Regions from separate parts of the Zea mays genome. Here region 1 is linked to region 2. The links are chromatin contacts, called in public Hi-C maps. All regions are on one chromosome and are shown on one strand. The core of a region is the stretch at or near the end of the contact, and the rest is flanking DNA. Distances in the headings are between cores, read along the strand shown.

Region 1 (4,794 bases), core at 385-2,884, 250 kb after region 2:
CATACGCGACGCAGTAGCATCTGCTGAGACAGGCTTGTTTGCAGTCTTCATCAGTTGCTGCTAAACCATCCTGGGGATTATACGGGAGCCCCTGCAGCTTGTCTAGCAGGATAAAGGAGTCGTCTTGTTCAGTCTGGCCGTTCGTCTGGCAGCTCAGCGGAAGAGATCTCGGTCTCGAGCAACCGGTTGCGAAGTATCCGAGGCTCCACTCCGCTGGATAGGAAGGCTCAAATCCGCGGACACAGCTGCATTCTCCATTGCTCCTGCAAGCACCAAAGCTACCGCAGAAGAAGCCACTGGATTTGCAATCCGACGGGAAGGTCCAGCGAGCCACCCAGCCACTGCTGTTCGTGTTCGCCGCTGCAGACCACCGCATCAGGCTCACTTGCCCCAGGCTGAACTGCAAGAACTCGGTCAGGTTAGAGCTGTCCGGAGGAGGGTTCAGCACCAGCGAGGTGCCGTTGTCCTGTGACGTCACCATCCAGTCCGGGAAGGTCCCCAGGCTGCTGGGATGCCCGTCGGTGCTGAGCACGAAGCCGTTCCTCCTGCTCGGGTCCACGCTGAGGCTGCCGTTGTGCGAGAAGTCCCTGTACGTCAGCGAGACGTTGGCCCCCGTTCCCGCGGCGAGCCCCAGCCGGGCGCCGGGGAGCAGCGAGTCGCCGGGGTAGTCGAAGCTCTGCCACAGCACCCGCGACGATGCGTCGTCGGCCTGGTCCCTCACCACCAGGTTGCCGTTGCCGAGGAGCACCGCGGCTGCGGCGGCGGACGGCGGCGGGGGCCCCGGCCCGGCTCCCGCGACGGACGAGCACCAGAGGGTAGACCCGGCCTCCGTGATGCACAGACTGCCGCCGAAGACCTCCAGCGCCGCGGCTGAGATGTCGGAGATGACCACCCTGTCCCCGACCCAGAACGTGGGGCTGGTGCCCGGCATCTTCTTGAAGCGGACGCCGAGGAAGCGGTGGATGCCGGCGCCCGGCAAGAAGAAGCCCAGCTCGAAGTCGCCGTTCTTGGACACCAGCGTCTGGTTCCCGGAGATGCCCGCGCCCGGGAGGATGGTGTCCGTCACCGAAGCAGCGACTGCCAGTGCCAGCAGCAGGACGATGGAGAAGAGGAAGGTGGGCGTCGCGCACCCACGAGGCCCCGACGGGGAGCAGCTACGCTTTGGTGCCTCCATTGCGGTACCGGGCATCACTTGCAGGGGGGGACGAGCACGAACACGGCAGGGAAGAAGAAGTCACCAGCGAGGTGAGCAAGAATGAATGAGGTGACCTGAAGCTGAGTGCTCGTGCTGCCGTACACGATAGCTCCGAGCTCCGGCGAGAACTGCCGCCTCGCCTTTGACCAAGCCTTTTACTTTAGTGCGACTTCACCGCTGGATCTCCGACCTCGCGCCACGCCACGCCACGCCGTCGTTTCTCTTTGACTCCCTCAGAAAAATGACACGGGAGGAACAGGTTAGCAATGAATGCCGCGACTGGATTTTTCTCCTCCGACGGATGTGTGCACGTTTCTAAAATCTAGACTAGCTAGTGTATCCTTATGACCTTTTGGAAAAGTTGTGGCCATTTGACACCAGTAGTTACACATAGATACTATCACATGTTAGAAATGATTTTATGATTTAATTAATATTATATTTATATGGTCTTTGCTTTATATTTTAATCGACAATCTTTCTTTTTCATTACTTCTAGGCCTCCTAATGGTTTGGGCTGTAATAGATTTTATGGGTCGGTATTGATATAACTTTTAAACTATGGTATATGTGTAAATCTTCAAAAAAATCAATATAGTTTAATCAATTGTTAAACTAAGTCATTCCAATAAATATTGGTTGATTTCGAGAAAATTTTAAGATATGAATGCAAAGCTTAAATTTTAAGGTCATGCTTTTTAAAAGTGGGTTCATCTGTTACACAAATTAGCAAAATATCATTCTTAATCATTTAAAAAATAATCAATTTCGTAAAATTTTTAAGATGTAAACGCGATGTTTTAATTTTAAGGTCGGACATCTAAGTTGGGACCCGCACATGAATATAACCATACCGTTACACACAAATTAGCATATTATCGTTCTGACTCGTTTCCAAAAAAAGATCGATTACTTTTGTGAAAATTTTAAAGTATAAACACAGCGTTTTAATTTAAGGTTCGACTTGTAAGATGAGACACAGATGAATCTAGCTATACTGCTACGCATAAATTGAAATATTATCATTATTACTCGTTTCCAAAAAAACAATTGATGCTGTGAAAATTTTAAAGTTAGAACATGGTAGTGAATTCACTCTAGTATATATGGGTATGTGATTGTGTAAGATAATGGAGATAGCCTAATAAAATGCTACTATAAAAGCTTTCAAACAAATAATGGATTCCAGTGTGATCGATGCACATCTCTCTATATATGTTTTTAACTACATGGTGTCCGGCTTTTGTGAAAGCGGGAAGTAGCTTTCACTACTAGTTAGGTAAAAATGCCAAAGCTTGTTGTGGAGCAGCTTCCCCGTTAACCTTTTGCTGTCAAATGTGGAGGCAGGCAACGCAACATGCAAAGTGTGGCTTTAGTGGAGGAAAAAATAGTAGATTAGTAGGGGTGGAAGCATGAAAAATGGCTACGGCTACAAATCAAAAGCGAACCGACCAAACAACATTTATTTGTTTTGTTTTTATTCGGTAGACCCAGAAAATGCAGAGACGAGACGATAGGAAAGACGTGATCACGTGAACAGAGGTACAAAAAAAAATACAAAAAGAAAAACTGGCAGTGGCAGTGTGGACAGAGCGCAGTTTTTTTCTTTGTTGGGCCTGGGGACTTCTCTTGGGGCTTTCTCTCGGTTGGGCCTAGGGTGGGAAATGGATGTGTGTATCTTGCTGGGCTAAATCGGTAGTATTGGGCTGAACTATTGGTGGTGGGCTCGTCAGGCACGAGGCCTTGCGGTTCCATGCGCAACTGGCATAAAAAAACCAATTTACCTCCCTGGACCATCTCCGTCGTGGTACCGATTTTTTATTTTTAAAAAAATGACTCTGTACTTTCATTTATAGACAACATTTTTGTGAGTACACTGCCATGTGGTGTCATGTGGGCCCTTGGAAGGTGGCATGGGGTATTCTCTGCTATAAAATGGAGAAGCTGCGCAGACAATAGGCATCAATGAAATATTCAGAAGACATCCATTCCATATTGTGCTTCTACCTCTTCAGTCTCTTCCTCCTATCTTCTAGAGTTCTACTTCTCCGTATAGATCCTTAGCTCGTTGCAACTTTCCTTTCCTATCGTCATGTACTCATATCATAATTGAATCCAATTATCCAGTGTTTGGTTGAGAGATGTTGCTAACATTTGGTATCAGACTACTCGCATCCTGGAAGATTGCACGCATGGAGGCGGCAATGCAGCAGATTCTCGACGCGATGGCGTACATGGAGCTCCGCTTGACAGATGCGCTGGTTGGCCGTGGTGGCGACAGGGTGGAGGACACGGTCTCAGGGCTGCAATCCTCCAACTCCGCCACCTCCTCCGTCGCCACGCCGATGTACGACGACGTGTTCGACTCTTCGGTGGCCCCGATGTACCCAGGCGATGTGTTCGGCTCTTCGGCGGCCTCACCCCCAGGCTTCGATGGCGAGCCTACTTTCGACGAGGAGCACAACAACTCCATCACCGAGTACGTCGACGTCTCGTGCCACGACCATCTCTTCCTCCTCGACACCACCTGGGACTCCTCGCAGCAGCACAACGCCAGCATCCCAGGACGGCGCCAACATCCCGGTTGCAGCGCGCGGCTGCAGCGCCGACCGCTCCAGCACCTGACCGTCGACCCCGTCAGCGCCGTGGACACCATGCCTCTCGATTTCAATCTCACTCTCGACGAGTTCAACCAGCGGTTCGACGCGTCCGCTAGCGTGCCGCCTAGCCCGGTCGCAGTCATCGCCGACAATTGGGGCGGGTGCTTCGACAGCGAGCAGTACCACACGAGACCATCCGTCGTCGCTGATAGTTGGGGCGGATTCTTCGGTGGCGAGGACCTCGCTTCGTCAGGCAACGCCACGAGATTCGTCCTCCCCATCGCCTCCACCGACGAGCCCAGCATCGACATCGCGCTAGCCCGTGCCAACTCCGAAGTCACAGATGACTCCGTGTTCGTGACCACCGAACCTGCCGGCTACGACGACTCCGAGCTGCACGCCACCGCCATCCTCGACGTGCTGTCCCGCGTGCACACGCTGGACAAGTGCATGACCTCGCAGGACAAGCTCGTCATCGACCTCGATCCAGACGACATGGAGACACCATTATCGGAGTCGGCCCTTCCCGTCGTTCCCAGTGCCAATGAAATGGAGACGCCCACCACCTGTTCGACTCCGGTCCTCACCGAGCACGCGCCGGCCGAGGCCGCACACAACTGCACACTGCGGGTGCCCCGTGGAGAGCCGCTTCCGCGCCTGCTTCACGCGTTCCTAGCGCACGATTGGCTCGACCACTCCGCCGACACAGACGACTCCGTGCTAACATCCATGTCTGGGTGCACCAAGCTCGTCGAGCTGCAACCGAGGGGCGTCAACCTCAGAGGCTGCATTCCGGATGCTCTGTTCGATGTCGAGCTTGAGACGCTCAACGTGCCGTCGCACGCGCTCTCGGGCATACTTCCCTTGGGCTCCACCAAGCTGGCGGAGATGCTACAATCGCTCGACCTCTCCGTCCACCAGCTCACCTATGGCATCCTCACCGAGATGTCGCTCTTCTTCAAGCTGCGTGTGGATCTGTATTGCGCCATACCTGTCGAC
Region 2 (5,201 bases), core at 1,538-4,037:
TTGTGCCGTAATTTACTGAGTCCAATGCCCTGAGTTTGCAGCAGAGCGTACTGGTTGTTTTGATGTTCTTTGAGCATCGAACATCGCTAACTTGCAATCTCAGCTACTGAAGCCCCGGTTACCGTGGTTCAGAGTTCCTGTTAAATTCACAAAGCTACTTGTATCTATTAGATTGCTGAAACCAGCAAGTACGATCCTTTTTGGGATTTGATCTGGTCTAATTGTTGTTAAGTGGAGGTATTGCTCTCAGTTTTTTTGTGCTCTGTTTGTCGGCATATGCCAAGAGCTAGGGCTTCTTAAGTTCTAAGTTTTTAGACGAGTGGATTCCTTTTTTTTAAGAGCCGGCAAAAGTTCTGCCCTGCACCTGTTAAAAATAGATATTACCCTGTTCCAATTCTAAATAATATGACGTGTCGCCTTCTAGATATTTATATTATGTAGATGTACAATATGTCTAGATACAGATAGTAAAGTAATGTATGTCTTTATAAAGAGAGAAGAATTGTGCTGCGAATGAATTTGTCGTCTGTCAAATGCCTTGATTCCAGGTTGGCAGCATGCCTTCTGTTTTGAAATGATAAGCGCATGTTTTGAAATGAGAAGAATTGTGCTGAGATACTTCAGGTGAGTGGCGCTAACGTGGTCATGCTCATGCCGCATGTGTTTTGTTTGTTGCTAACACGAGCATCTTGATGGATTTCTAGAAGATCTAGTTATAAACTTTAGCTTTCAAATTTTAATTTTTTACTTTTTAAAGCTATTCTTATTTTTATTCTTACATACTTAAATTCATATCGCGACTCATGGTGTTGAGGTACTTGACGCGACGTCTAACTTAACGTCTTAACAAAGTGGTCATGCTCGTGCACGTATATGTTTCATTTGTCGCCAATATGAGCATCTCGAAGGATTTCTTGAAAATCTAGTTGTAGACCTTAGTCTCTAATTTTTAATTTTAACTTTTTAAAATCTATTGTTATTTTTATTCCTACATACTTATATTCATATCGTGACTCATGATGCTGAGGTACGTCTAACTTGGTGCCAACGTGATTATGCTCGTGCACGCATGTGTTTCATTTGACGACAACATGAGCATCTTGAATGATTTGTAGAAGATCTAGTTGTATATATACTGTGATATCATGACCATACAGGATGGTGATATCTTGGCTTAAGACTTAATAGAATTAATATAGTACTCATATCAACAATGTGTATTTCTTTTTACAAAGACTATTTCGAAAGAAACTTCAAGTTAAGCGTGATTGACTTAGAGCAATTTGTGATGAGTGGTCGACCGGGAAGTTTTCTTGTGTCCTAATAAGTGAGAAGAAAGTACGCACAAAAGATTCGTATTGTTATGTGTGGACAATATATGATTCTAGAGAGTTGCCATGAGTAAGTACCATCGGTCATAGAGTGAACTCTTAGTCTCCAATTTTTAATTTTAACTTTTGTTGAAAAAGCTATTCTTATTTTTATTCATACACACTTAAATTCATATTGTCTCAGGTACGTCTAACTTGACGCCAATATAATGTGGTCATGCTCGTGCACGCATGTGTTTTATTCGTCGCCAACATGAGCATCTTGAAGGATTTCTAGAAGATTTACTTGTATAGCTTAGTCTCTAAATTTTACTTTTAACTTTTTCTGAAAGCTATTCTTATTTTTATTCCTACACACTTAAATTCAAATTGTGATTCATGTTGCTGAGGTACGTGTACGTCTAACTTGACGTCAATGTGGTCATGCTCGTGCACATATGTGTTTGATTTGTCACCAACATGAGCATCTTGAAGTGTTTCTAGAAGATATAGTTGTAGACGTTTAGTCTCCATTATTTAATTTTTAACCTTTTTAAAATATATTCTTATTCCTACACACTTAAATTCATATTCATATTGTGACTCAAGTGTTGAGGTGCTTGATGTGACGTGTAAGAGACATACTCTCTATTTTTCCTAGTTAATATAAATAGAGGGTTTTTAAAAAAATAAATACGCTCCAACAACTTATTTAAATGGTTATCAAATATAGATGTCTTATATTCCAGGTTTTCTAACTAGCCAAAGATAGAAAGCACAATGACTCTTTACAGTATAAACAAGATATAGAATGCTTGTTGGAGATTGGAAAGATATAAAAAGTGGTTTTATTTAAATAACTCTCCAAACTATAATTTAGAGAGTGAAATTTAGAAGAAGAAAAAAACCCTTGGAGGTACTCTAACCTGGCGCTGTGCACAATGTGTTTCGTTTGTTCCCGGTACACAACTCGTTGGTGCCTAAATAAATCGCAACATATCATGCGCAATCGCTACATTCCGTGCAAACATTTGTTGTGGAGCGTCCATCTGTATCGCGTGGTTGTCCGTTAACGTGAGAAAATTTTGTAAAAAACGCTCGCGGGTCCATACTGTTTTGCATGTAAGTGGGGTTAAGTGCAAAACAGTATAGGTCGTTGGGCGTTATTTTTTGCAAAATTTTCTCACGTTCACGTACATCTACACGATATGGATGCACACAGCACACTCCATATAGCAAACGTTTTCATGGTTACACCGAATGAAGCGTGTATGCACACGATTTGTTGCCTAAATAAATAGCCAGTGTTAAACCGCAAGATGTAGCAGTCAATTTCATGGTTACCGAATTTACAGACAACAACAATTCGAACGTGTTTTATTTATACTCGTGAAAGGAACGGATCGGAGGCGCTAGCGCTAGCGTGGCCGGTTTCCTCGGCGCATGCCAACGGCCAAAGCGAAGCAGCCAGCCACACACAAATACCGCATGCCGTTGCCGCAATTCATGGGCACAGCGACCTCTCGTCTCCTCTCCATCTAGACACCACTTTCTTCTCTCCGCCTCAGGCGGCGCGCGCGCGGCTAGCTTCCCGGCCTCCCAGCAACATCCCGCCACCACTTCCTCCTCCTCCTCCGCTCTCTCCGGCCGCGCGCGCCGACGTTTTTTTTTTTCCAACGGAGGCCGCCGCGCGCTGCCTTTAGTTTCGGACCCATCCATCCATACATAGCCAACATCACCTATAGCAGGCGGAGGGACGGAGGACCGTCCGTCTCGTTCACTCCGCGCCGCGCGTGGCCCGATCCAGCCCGGCCCTCGGATGGTCGCCGCTGGCACGTACAGCGACGACACCAGCGGCGGCGGGTGCGGGTCCATGGAGTTCTGGCCGGAGTTCCTGGCCTCCAGCGGCGGGCGCGAGTTCGTGGCCGGCGGGGTGGGCGGCATGGCGGGCGTGCTGGCGGGCCACCCGCTCGACACGCTCCGCATCCGCCTCCAGCAGCCGCCCGCCGCGGGCGCACCACGCCGCCGCGACGCGCACCCCTCAGCCCCGCGCCTCCTACGCGGCATCCTCCGCGCCGAGGGCCCCTGCGCGCTCTACCGCGGCATGGCCGCGCCGCTCGCCTCCGTCGCCTTCCAGGTCAGTCGGCCCTTCTTCCACGTCGCCGCGCTTCTGTTCCTTCTCACGCGGTCACGCCGCGTGCGATCCGGACGGGCGGGTCACGGATCCCAGGGCCTCGGACGGACGCCGTGGATCCTTTCGATACGTCTTCCTTTTCCCCTTTGTCTCCAAGGATTGCTTACTTTTTAGTAAAAGGCGATCGCTTTCAAAGATGACATTTTTATTTGCTCCACAAAAGCACATGCGCTACACCACTCGCTACCGATCGAGTTTAGCCATCGGGCGACGGCACTACCTTTTCTTGCCTTGTCTGTCTCTTTGTGCACTCGCGAACACAAGCAGCCAGCAAGCTCCAGAGATAGATAGCTAGACGTGTCGAAATGGTCATCTCATTTTCGGCCGAGTGGGTTACCAGACGAACAGCAGGAAATACCTGCATCTGGCAGAATCAGTGGGCAGTGTGGGCACGACACATGTTTGGGTTGAATCTCTGGCGAAATGCTGCGGCGCTGCAGGCGCTCACATGGCATGCTTCGGCTTCACATGGCCTCCTTTCGCCGTGCTCTCTCACCAGTCTGCCACGCGCGCTATGGTGGTGTCAATTGTCATGTCCCATGCTAGCTAACGAAAATGCTCGCTGTTGCTGTCTGTGTTTGCAGAACGCGATGGTGTTCCAGGTGTATGCGGTCCTGTCGCGGTCGCTGGGCCCCGCCACCTCCGAGCCGCCGTCCTACGCGAGCGTGGCGCTGGCCGGCGTCAGCACGGGGGCGCTGCAGACGCTGATCCTGTCCCCGGTGGAGCTGGTCAAGATCCGGCTGCAGCTGGAGGCGGCGTCGGGGCACGGCCCCGTGGAGATGGTCCGTGAAATCCTCCGGCGCGAGGGCCTGCGCGGCGTGTACCGCGGGCTGGCGGTGACCGCGCTCCGCGACGCGCCGGCGCACGGCGTCTACTTCTGGACGTACGAGCGCGCCCGGGAGCGCCTGCACCCGGGGTGCCGCCGCAGCAGCAGCAGCCAGGACCAAGACGGGGACGAGGGCCTGGGCACCATGCTCGTGGCCGGCGGCCTGGCCGGGGTCGCCAGCTGGGTGTGCTGCTACCCGCTGGACGTGGTCAAGTCGCGGCTCCAGGCGCAGGGCGCGGCGTCGGCGTCGGCGCCCAGGTACCGCGGCGTCGTCGACTGCTTCCAGAGGAGCGTCCGGGAGGAAGGCCTCCCCGTGCTGTGGCGCGGCCTCGGCACCGCCGTCGCCCGCGCGTTCGTCGTCAACGGCGCCATCTTCTCCGCCTACGAGCTTGCCCTGCGCTTCATTGCCAGCGGCGGCGGCCCCAGGCTGGTCATGGAGGACAAGTGAGTCAGACTGGACCGTGTTGTACATAGGCTAGTATAAGTATCCATTCCAGTGGTTGGTGGAGAGTATCCATGCCACTGCCAGCGCAGTGAGCTGAGATTCGTGGACTGGAGTAGCGTACCGTAGCTGCAAGCTTCATACAAATCGAAGCATGCGTCTTGATGATGGCGATCGATTCACCCTGGTAATTTGGGGAAATACACTGTGCAGTGCATTGTGCATTACATTGGTGTGCTGCTATTCCATATAGTATAGTACTCTGCATGAACATCAGTGATCAATCAACTGACCAATTGACATTACAGTATGTATGGATAAACCATTCATGGAAAACATCAGAATTCTGCTAGTTAGTTGCTTGCTCTCAGAGTAAGCAAGAGGCTGTGGTTAGTCATTAAGTTTTTTCTCTTTTAGAAAAAAAATCAG

What was found. A called contact is a pair of places that touch in the nucleus more often than the background predicts.
Region 1: a contact with region 2 is called in a Hi-C map of endosperm, with 2.4 times the contacts expected there. The contact joins the promoter of LOC103634994 here to the promoter of LOC100285848 in region 2. A contact is called at or near these places in 11 of 25 Hi-C or Micro-C datasets (bundle sheath, ear, endosperm and 4 more) and 1 of 3 datasets of contacts at active chromatin or transcription factors (leaf).

The regions. Positions count from the first base shown.
Region 1 is chr8:27,570,802-27,575,595 of Zm-B73-REFERENCE-NAM-5.0, reverse strand. It overlaps LOC103634994 (G-type lectin S-receptor-like serine/threonine-protein kinase At2g19130), which reads right to left and starts at 1,634. Exons shown (of 1, transcript XM_008657567.4): 1 at 1-1,634. The coding sequence starts at 1,189. LOC100383812 reads left to right here and starts at 4,085. Exons shown (of 1, transcript NM_001176444.1): 1 at 4,085-4,794. The coding sequence starts at 4,246.
Region 2 is chr8:27,826,373-27,831,573 of Zm-B73-REFERENCE-NAM-5.0, reverse strand. LOC100285848 reads left to right here and starts at 2,787. Exons shown (of 2, transcript NM_001372341.1): 1 at 2,787-3,447; 2 at 4,089-5,104. The coding sequence starts at 3,130. The coding sequence ends at 4,778. It overlaps LOC100279253 (Aspartate--tRNA ligase 2 cytoplasmic), which reads left to right. Exons shown (of 10, transcript NM_001152274.1): 10 at 1-397. The coding sequence ends at 11.